2 separate regions of the Cricetulus griseus genome follow, and region 1 is linked to region 2. The links are chromatin contacts, called in public Hi-C maps. All regions are on one chromosome and are shown on one strand. The core of a region is the stretch at or near the end of the contact, and the rest is flanking DNA. Distances in the headings are between cores, read along the strand shown.

What was found. Hi-C and Micro-C count contacts between places; a contact is called where the count stands out from the background.
Region 1: a contact with region 2 is called in a Hi-C map of fibroblasts, with 3 times the contacts expected there. The contact joins the enhancer-like site here to the promoter of Alcam in region 2. A contact is called at or near these places in 4 of 8 Hi-C or Micro-C datasets (the CHK-Q cell line, the CHO-K1 cell line and fibroblasts).

Annotation. Positions count from the first base shown.
Region 1 is chr4:39,146,151-39,151,556 of CriGri-PICRH-1.0, reverse strand. Alcam (CD166 antigen) reads right to left here. Exons shown (of 15, transcript XM_027412520.2): 3 at 3,461-3,680. Among named protein-coding and RNA genes, the nearest start is that of Alcam, 140 kb to the right of the region's middle. Within about 2 kb of position 1,401, at least 2 of the 6 cell types and tissues checked have open chromatin away from gene starts, as enhancers often do. A contact at or near this core is called in fibroblasts, where this site is marked.
Region 2 is chr4:39,007,623-39,012,806 of CriGri-PICRH-1.0, reverse strand. It overlaps Alcam (CD166 antigen), which reads right to left and starts at 1,801. Exons shown (of 15, transcript XM_027412520.2): 1 at 1,157-1,801. The coding sequence starts at 1,229.

The sequences.
Region 1 (5,406 bases), core at 152-2,651, 140 kb before region 2:
ATTTCAGTACTTGGGAGGTAAAGGAAGGATGAGAAGTTCAAGGCCAGCTTTGGCTACATAACATGTTTGTGGAATAGCTTGGGCTGTATGAAACTCTGTTTCAATCCCCTTCATCCTCCCCACCCTGAAAAGAATCTAACTATAACATACACTTTTGATATTACTTGTTAAGTAGCTCATTTTCCATGTCTTTCTCCTTGAAAATAAATATTCCTTTGCTATTTTCTCGTTTAACAATTTTCCACTGGAAGGAGGAGAGATTCTCCATTTTCCAATGCGATGGAGCATTAAGAATCATGTTCAAGTAGGAGCTGTGAAGCGACGTGCAGAGGTGGCACACATTGGCCAACGCCTTGAGGACTGGGCTTCTGGTACAAGAACTAAGTCCTAGAAACCGGCTCTCCTGTAACACCACAGAACACCAGCAGAGCACAGAGAACTGACCAATAAAGTAGTGTTCAAAGGCTCACCAAGAGCTGCCCCACACCCCTAAAAAAATCGAGATGGGTCTTCTTATATTCTCCATGCTGTCTCTGAAGTGAGGTCTGATCTCCTAAGTGGCTGAGGCTGCCTTTTCTTTTTCATCTTCTTTTTATTCATCAACACGTTACTGCAAATAACTGAAACAGTGAATAGGATTCTAACCACTTGAACAGAAGAAGCTTCTTCCAATGCCAGACCCTGCTTCTTAGTTCCTGGACAGGGCTTTAGTAGCAGAATAGAAAAGCCTCCCACGTAATCTACAACATTCATTTTACTCAAGAGGTTGTTTGAACCCCAGGCAGGCTAAGAGACTTGCCAAGGTCAGAACTTAGTGGCAGTCCTGACAAAGCAAGGTCTTCTGGTGAGTAGATTTTCCCATCTCATCACTGAGAGCCATTTGGCTCTCTGGACACCTGTTTGACCTCTGAGGCTTTTGCACAATCATTGGAATGAATCTTTGGGAACTTTCAATGGTCTAATTTTGCTTCCAAGTAGTTTTATTACTCTCCAATGTGCACTAAAAGCAAAAGCAGTTTGATTTTGATGCCATTCAAGAGCTGATTAGTGGTGACAAAGCACGTTCCTTGCTTGGACTTGAGGAATGATTTCTTACATCAGAAATGTATTTTAAAACTAAACAAACAAACCTACATGGAAGGTAAAACCATCCATCAGTTCCTCTGGCTTGAATAAAAGCAACTTGATTTTGCTCATGGGGCTGACAGTCTGCAGAAGGTTTATCTGAGATTGGCTCACAACAGCCACACTTGATTCGTACATGGTTCATGTTGCTAGGTGATTCAATAGAGGAAAACAGAGGATTGATTGATGAGCATAGTAACTCTTAAGTGACTGAAATATATACAAGCATAGGATGAGAGTCTCCCTGCCTGCCACAGCTGCAGGCTGGGTTTGCAAAAAGTGGCCTGAGGCAAATTCATAATTCAAAGAAAGAGTGAGGTTCCTACACGATCTTGTAGGTGTGTCATGGTTATCTGAGATGCCATTCATTTTCTGGCATTTGGTGGGTCTTTCGTGGTTTCTCAGATACAGGGCCATTTTCAAGAGTGTGTAACTTGCTATGTAAATTCTCCCTGGCCCACAGCCTGGAATGCAAATTCTGTTACTGAGAATTGCTTTGTTTTCAACAACATTCAAAAGAGCAGGGGGCAGGGGTCCTGGCAGTACATGGCATACGAGTTTGTTTTCACCATCACAGAAAGCTTCTGTATTCTACAACAGCTTACAAATTTTATTAAATTAAGCTAATTGGATTCTTACTTTTAGATATTGATGTAGCATTTTTATAAAGAAAGAAAATTTGGAAAATGTCACAAATGATTTTTCTAAATATAACTTGGAATGTTCTTGATTTGTTTGTGTTCTAGCTTGAACTTGGATAATTTCAACACGATTTATAGAAACTTGAAAATGGCAAATTAATTTACATAATGATTAGTGTTGTGAGTTAGCCTACCTACATTCTTGGTATTTAAGATATTAAAGCCTATGGTAATGTTGGTGTTCTTTTGCTTTTAGGGAAGAATGCCCTTAGCAAATCTACCATCCACCTCTCCAGTAAAAACAGAAAGAAGGGGATAGAAAGAAAACTCAAAAGCCAACATGGCCAATGACAAGTACTGAATACTAGCTATTCCGTACCCTGTGGAAGTAGGCAGAACTGATAAACAGCTGGAACTTGGTTTGATGAAAATATGATAGGGAAGTGTGGATGACTTCTGGAAAGTGCCTTCTAAGCTAAAAGATAATCAACTGAAACATGTAATATGCATTTACAAGGCCCTTCTGGAGAACAAAGGTTTCCTTTTACAGTGGTAGTACTCTTTGAATCTGCATCATGAACCCATTGAAGCTTTGAAGTCTACATCAATACTTAAGGGGCAGCCTTACTTAGTTGCATAGAGAAACACGAAAAATCCATGGTTGCTTGCTCCAGTTGGAAGCCTTCTGGTTTTCTTCTTTACTATTTATTTTAATCTTTTCTAGGAGCTGTCAGGCCATCAGAAAGCAGAGGGCAAAGTGGGAAAGTAAGACCTTCTTCCTAATTAAGCAAGACTGGTATTCTGAAACTTTTTAGCCCTGATTTATTTTTCCCTTGTAGGTTCTAAAACATTATGATGTAACTAAGGTGGGACTTTTTATTTGAATCTTAAAAGAAGAACTACTTTAATTATACATCTCTAGTCATTCATTTGCATAGCTATTTGCACAGTAACATTAAATATATATTATCAGGTGAAGTCATGTAACCATAGTAATTATGTTGAGTATCTTCTATTAGTTTCCCTTCTTGCAACCCTACTTTATCTTTGTGGTGTAATCCTTTTGTAATCCAATCCCATTAAGATGCTGAGCTTAATTATTTTAGGGAATTTTTTCTGAATAATATGAATATGTTAAAAATCGAATCAATAAGCATTAAAGGTTAGAAAGTACACACATACACACATATGCATACATACACACTCATAAACATGTTACATATATGTATATATACAAGTTGAATTGTTAGATCTCTAGATCATACAATACTTTAAATTTTTATTTATTCTTGTTATATATTAAAATGACAATTTTATATAGCTAATCCTAACATTTATACATTTGTATGATTGCATGATTATATATGCATCCTATACAGAAACATATTTTTTTCTTTGAACAAATCATCAGAAGTTAGATGTAATTAGCCAGTTGTTACAGGTAGCTCTTTACATCCCAGGGAAAGTTACTGTTTTAAAGTTATTGTTCTAACTCCTCACTGTGCATCTCCTATGTGAATGCCAGACTTATTTTCCTTGTTACCAGTGTGTATCGGTAGAATAAAGAGCTCTAGAAACTCACTTACACAGTTTTCTGTGGAGAGGCATTGCAGAGAGCTCAAGATTCTACCTGAAGAACACCTTCTAACACCAGCCACCAACTCCACTTAGCAGTTCTATTGCAGTCTACTTACTGAACACCTTGACTAGTGTAGGTGCCTCAAACACGTTGTCCTCAGTCACTAGCATGCACACAAATCTCTTTTCATCACTGATCTTTGCATTGTTGATAGACAAAGTGTAGTTTTCTGAGAGGCTCAATCTGTCCTTGTACTCTGGGACATCATCATACTGCACACTTTTCTTTGTAGAAGATCTGAAGGCAATAAATACTGGGGAACCATCGGGCTTTTCCTAAAAACCAAAATAACAATACATGTTAAAAACAAACATAATTCATGTTTCAGAATACTATGATTTCTTTTGCCATATTATTCTATGTAGACTTTTGTTGGTGTTGCTGTTGAAGAGCAATGGTTTTTAGGGATCGGCATCACATAATTCTTTGCTTACAGAAAGAAAAATCACACTTCACACGAAATGAAGCTGTTGGTTCACTCATAGGTTCATGGGAATGATTGAAAAATGAAAGGATCAAGCTCTCAGTGGAGCTCATCTCACACGTGTGGGACATTGGTGGCTTTTTTGATGGAGCATGGTGTAATCTTGTTTAATGTACATCTAAAAAGTAGATAGAAACAAACATAAAAATACAAAAACTAATCTGCAGAAAAAAACCACTGAAGTGGTCATACAGTTGAGCTTATTACATGGCCTTAGCAGTATCGCACAGCTACATTTGAAACATGCGTGATTTTAATCCCCACATGGTAAGTGTTCATATCTGTCAGTTAGCATTGGTGTGGGGGCCCTTTACACCACATATTCAGTTTTCATGAAGGAACAACATTCAGCTGGGCAAACCATCCTTTTCACTCAATGAGAAGCAGATTAACCGCTGAGACAGAGAGTTTTTCATCTGAGGCTCAAAACTTACTTTGAAAGCATTTCATATGAAAGTATTATCAAGATAATATGTAACTCAGCATGGGAAATGGTGCCAAGAACACTAGTCCACACAGTGCTCATTTTCCTCTGGTCTCTAAAAGTCATCTTACCTAGGAAGCAATTTAGTCTAAAATAGGGGCCAATTATCCCCTTTACTTCACAAGGGCTTTGAGAACATAAATTATGAAAAAAAAAACATGTTGAAAGACATAGTAAAATGTAAAATTTCAGAGAGGCTTAGTTTGATTTACTTCCTTTTAAAGTAAATATTAGTTGTGATTGCAAGGCTTATTTAGGAATCCAAAAGCTTTAGTTTCTCATGTATGTGTGTACATATGTAAATACATCAATAATATTTTTCTTAAATCTTTAATTTTATCTCAGTTTCCAATATAAATCCCTGCCTTAAATTATCTCTTTATTATAAGATATTTGTTAGCAGAATACCTTAGGTTTTTATACTCATTCTGTTTGCAATAAATAATTATTAATGTTTGAGTGCTTCATTACATGTCTGGTGCTTTCTCTGGGTTATCTGTGATGTGATTAGTGGGTGCAGTGCTTGTAGCCAACTTGAAGGCAGAATTGCAGTATTAGTCTCACTTGTAGATAAGCCAGTGAGGGGGACATTTTTTAGGATGCTCTTCTAAGGTACCCACTGATCAACCTTACCAGTGCTGAGATTTGAGTGCACTATGGCTGCAGTATGAGTATACTGTGGTGATCTTGATAGTGGTCAGAGTTCTCTTCTGTCCCACTCACTGGGACAGATGCTAATGAAGAATCTGGGGTGGGTAGACTTGGAGAGGTTGACAACTGTTGTCTCCATTTATGGGGATTCTACAGTAATGGTGGGAAACTAGCTATCTTCTTCTGTTTTCTTATTTTGAATTTTCCAGCACCTCTGTTTTTCTTCCAGCTGATGACATTACATTATAGCATGCACTCTGTTTCTGCAAATCAGAAACTGACTTGAGAGTCACTCAAAGGCATCCCATTAATTTATTCCTGGATCTGTTTTGCTTAACTAACAATTTGAAAATAGCCATTGTTGATTGGCTTCCAGGACTGT
Region 2 (5,184 bases), core at 552-3,051:
TCCCAAATCCTGCTATGTATGGCCTCCTTCCTTTCCTCTCCTTCCTGGGAAAGATTCCTAGCCTTTGAACCCACTTCTTTGGCTTCAGCTTGCCAACAACTGAAGGGGAGTACAGGAATAAAAGATGGGAAAAGAAAGTGAGTCCTTTTTTTTTTTTCCTTCTCCTTGATTTAAAACTAAAGAAAGGGGGAGGGAAAAAGAGGCAGAAGCCAAAATAACAGGGAATAGTAGTTTAACCCCCAACTATCCACTAAACGGTTGAAAATCAAAACTTGAAAGGGTTAGATCTAGGGAAAAGTACCTGCCACTTAGGCTAGTGACTGGGAGAGCATACCAGGCAGAGCAGGACTATGGTGTGTCAACCTGCAAACCAGCTGGTGGACACAAGGGCCAGGGACGTCCCCTGGGGTGAGACAAGGGATTCCCCACAAGATAGTCTGGTTGGTGGGAATTTTGTCGTCTTCCTTCGAGGACTCAGTGTAGAAGTGAGACCTGAGGCGCTATCGCTGGGTGTGGAAATCAAGACATCCCTCACACAGGGCTCACAAACCTGGCTGCTAACCCAGTCCATGCTGCGTGACTCGGCTGCCATCAACCCTACACTCACCACCCACCAGACAATGCAGCTGTTATTTCAGTGTTAATATTTTTTAAAATTTTTTTTCCTGAGATGAAAAGCCTTCCCTTTCCCTTGCTTTGCCTCCCGGGTCTTCACGTTATGACCAAGAGGAAGTTACTAGGGGATTTATCATGACAAAGTGCAGGCAGTTATTTCAGCTCACAGCCAAGCCAAAGGAAACTGCCCTGGGTTCAGCGACGTGGACTTTGACACCCAGGGACTGGAGGGACTGTGCAGGGGCAGAGAGTCTAGCAAATCCTGGGGGCTCCTCAGCCTCAAGCGAAGCCTCATCCAAAGTTGCTGGAGATTTTCTCAGTGCTCGCTCTCTCCGCCCAAACTTGAACAGACCAGTCAAGCCTCAAACGTGTGACACAAGTGCCTGTTCCCAGGGACAGGTCCGTGTCCCCGCGCGCCTATATGGCTCCCTTACTTTCCTAAGCACGCGCTTGGACGCACAGTCCCAGGCCACCCAGGGAACCGCCCCCGGGCCACAGCAACCGCGGCAGTCGGTCGGGCTGCTCACAGGCCATTGCTTACCTGGTCTGAGGACCGCGGCTGAGATCAAGAGGCAGAAAACCAGACGGCAAGAAGGGGACACCTTAGGGGCCATATTCCTCCTCCTCCTCGAGGGCCACCGACAAAGTCCACGCCGCGGGAGGGGGCGTCGTCCCCGGGCCCACGGGGCCCGCTCGCTCGTGGGTCCGGACTCAAGGGGTAGCGGCGTTTTACCAGACACACGGTCCCCCGGGGATCGTGGCGCTGGGCCGTCGGGTCTATGCCACACGCAACTTTCCCCCACGCTCAACCCGCAACTCCTTCCTCCCCCTCCACGCCCTCCCTCCCTCAGCGTCTTTGGCTGCTGCTCCCAGGACGGGCGACCCTCTTATTCCAGGAGACGCTTCAGTAGTCAGTCAAGGTGGACGCGGTCCTTTTTTTTTTTTTTTTTTTTTTTTTTGGCTGCTCTCTTCTGTTAGTTTCTCTGCTTGCAAAGGAGATGAGAAGAAGAGCCAGGAGAGTTGCGCCGTGCACGGGTCACGGGGACCTCGGAGGGGTCGGCGGGGCAGCGCCTCTGGGTCCGCACCGTGGGTCTCCTCAGGTGGCAGCCGCGGCAGTGGCTGGAGCGGCGGCAGCTGGAGCAGTGGCGGCGGCCGCGGGCTCGGGCTGCTCTGAGTGGAGGACTGGAAGGCGTGTGTAAGCTGCCTGTCTCCTCCTCCTCCTCCACCTCCTCCTCCTCCTCCCGCTCCTCCCTCCCGCCCAGCGTGGAGCAGGTGGTTGGAGCACGGATCGGCAGCCTAGAGGCGCTGCAGGACCGAGTCGGAAACCGAGCCGAGCCTGCGGCCCCGGATGCGAGGAGAGCATGACGCCCCAGCCCCGCTCGCAGCCGGCGCTCGGGTGGGCGGGGCCGTCCTTGACTCCGCCCTCTAGGGCACACCCGCCAATCCGGAGCGGGCTTGAGAGCCTAGGCACCGCCGAGCTGGATTTGCCGCGGGCTGCATCTTGCCTGGGGTTTCTCAGCGCCCCCATGACACACAGTCTGTGACCATCTGCTCTCCGCTCCGCCTAGTCACATAGCTGTCTTCTTGCACCCGGAAGCCCACTCACTGGCTCAGTCCTAGCGATTTTTTCTCCTCGGCGACGGTACCGCCTTCAGCTTCCGAAGAGTTGTTGGGGCAGCCCCGTGGGGGTGAGGCGAGCGAGCGCCTTTGGTCCTCTTGGACCAGGACTGGTCCAAAAAGGTGGAAAGGGCGACTGGCTGGTAGACAAAAATTCTCCCCCGGGACAAACTCCTTCCTCACTTCTCTAGCTTGCCTTTCTTCTCTCCCCCTACTCCCAGCTAGCGCACACCTCCTCAGAGCAGATCATTTAGTCAAGTATCCAGTACCAAAAAGCCAAAAAAGACTTCTGCCCCCTCCCTCAGTCCTCAGCTCCCTCCCGGTGACAATTGGAACTCTCTACCATACCCCATTTCGTCGCACGGAATTTCCCCATGTCCCCTTTTTTAAAAAGTGTCACGTTTATTTGTAATTGGCGACGATTTCAAGTTACAAAACAAAATCCAGAGTTCTTCGGATTAAAAGCCAACTCCTCCTGGTCCATACTAGAAAGCCAGGCACCCAGCAGATGGGCAGGCTTTTCCGGCAATTTCTAAAGCTTCGACCTCCTCCCAGGCTTAGCATCAGGAATCCGTGTCGCTTTCAGTTCAGGCAGAAAGCATGAAGGAATATTTTCCTCTAAAACACCAGGGTGGAGCTGTTGGGGCCCTAAGTGGCTCTAACTCCGGAATGTGGGATTACAACTCTTATGCCAGTAGCATAATAAAATCCTGGTCCCTGAACCACCTCGCCAGGGAATTAAATGGTCTTTCGAGCATGGCAGGGTCATCCCCTGTGAGAAGCCAGTCTCCAGCAGAGAATGCTAACTAGTCACAGAGGGCTGGATCTTCAAAAGACCAGCTACCTGTGAGTGCAGATGTAGGTGTCTGAGTGTGCAGGCAGAAGCTTCATACAACACACACACACACACACACACACACACACACACACACACACACACACACACACACACACACACACACCCGCGAGCGCGCAAGCGCACACGCAGACCCTGATCTTTGAATTCCTTTCCTTTCGTGCTTGAAATTATTAAACTCCATCTTCTGTGATTTTTTTCCCCCAGCGCCTCTCTGTCTAGTTCTCCTCGCGTTTACAGTATTCTAGGATGGCTCTCTTAGATTTTTCCTCTGAAAATAAGTAGTTTTCCCCACAGGGTTTTAACATTTACATTTCATTTGCATCTTATGAATCAACAGGAAGGCTAAATGCTAGGAGGCAAATGCCCCTTAACTCTGTATTCCATGCACAGAGCTAAACTGCTGGCATGCTCTTGGGAATCCTACTCTATTCCTTAAGGGAATTTTTCTGCTAACTGCAGCCAGTCTTAAGTTGGCTGTTTAAGAACAAATCATCTTATATTTCTCCTTGATTTTCAGACTGATTATTTTGAGGTGAAACTTATCATAGCATATGGTTGTACAAATGGCAAAAGGCAGAATGTCTAATCCTGCCTCTGACATTGTCTGGTGAGCATAGTCAATTCAACTTCTCAAAGCCTCTATCTCCTCACTTGCAAAAGGGAATATCCATTGCTCCAGACTCATTGGATTGGTTCTTGTGTGTTAATGAGATCGAAATAGGACACTGGCTAGACACAGTAGAAGGTGATGGGCTTTGGGGAATAAACAGAGCCTAGGGAGGTCCCTGATTTGCACTTACTGAGTGACCTTGATCAAAAGCCAACCTCTCACAACTAAATTGTGATGACACATTAGCAAGTCATTTTAAAGATACATCAAAATATACGAATTACAGATATGAAGCATGCACCCACTTCTGGAAGCAGCTGTCTATATATGCATTCATATGCACACCAGATTTATGCATGCATTTATGGCATATTGAACTTATAGTCAATTATGTTCACAATGTCCACCGAAGAGGAGTATGTTCTACAGTGGGAAATGTCTTGGTAAACTGCTCAGAATAAAAACTTCAAAGGCCATGGTTCATCTATTGCTAGGACCACAAAAAGTAATAGTTGTATTGTTCTGCATTAGATAAAATAATAAAATATCAAGATAGGAATTTAGCAGAAGAGTGTGGCATAAGAATAAAAACATTGGACAACACAAGGTCAGATTGTATTAGCTGGGATTTGGAAACCATCAGAGGCCCTTAAAATTATTTTAGTTACTTTTATTGAAAGTTCATGTTAGAAAAATTCCATTCAAGTTTTATGAATTACTAAATATTACTCACCCTCAAAAAATCCCTATCAGTATTTCACTTACAAGAACCTGAGGGCCAGAACACGAAATAACTTCCACAAGGCTACCCAATGATTCAAAGCAGTAACAAAGCTAGAATTCTAGGCAGGATTCTATGATTCTAGTGTTGAATTCCTACTTACCTTGCTCACTGGATTTGGGTTACAATAACTTTATGCCTTTGGAAATATTGGGGTCTCCACTTAAACATAAATTCCTTCATCTTCTCAAAACTTCAATAAACTCTGCTAGAGTCAAAGATTTTTTTTCTTGAGGAAATTAATAAGGCACTAAACACTATCTGATTGGTCTGTGAGGCCCTGCATGAGAAGTGGGGAGAGGGAGACTTTGTCTATAGGAAATGATGTTCATTCATGAATAATAGCCAAGAGTCAGAAGTGAACAAGGGAATGTGAACTCCAAAGTAATGCAGTAGGGAGGCATTCAGCTAAAAATTCCCAGTTACAGTTCCTGATTGCCCAGAAGTCAAAGCAGTACTTCAAAGTAGTCAGTTGCATCATAATTCATGCATGCTTACTGCTCAGCTGGATTTCTCTTTTCTTATATAATTCAGAAACACTACCTGAGAAATAGTGTTGCCCACAGTAATCTGGATCTTCCCACATGAATTAACAATAACCACAGGTCCCCGATAGCCAGTCCCACTGGGTAACATAATCTAGACAATCCTAGCCTAATCTAGATAATCCCAGCCTAATCTAGACAATCCCAGCCTAATCTA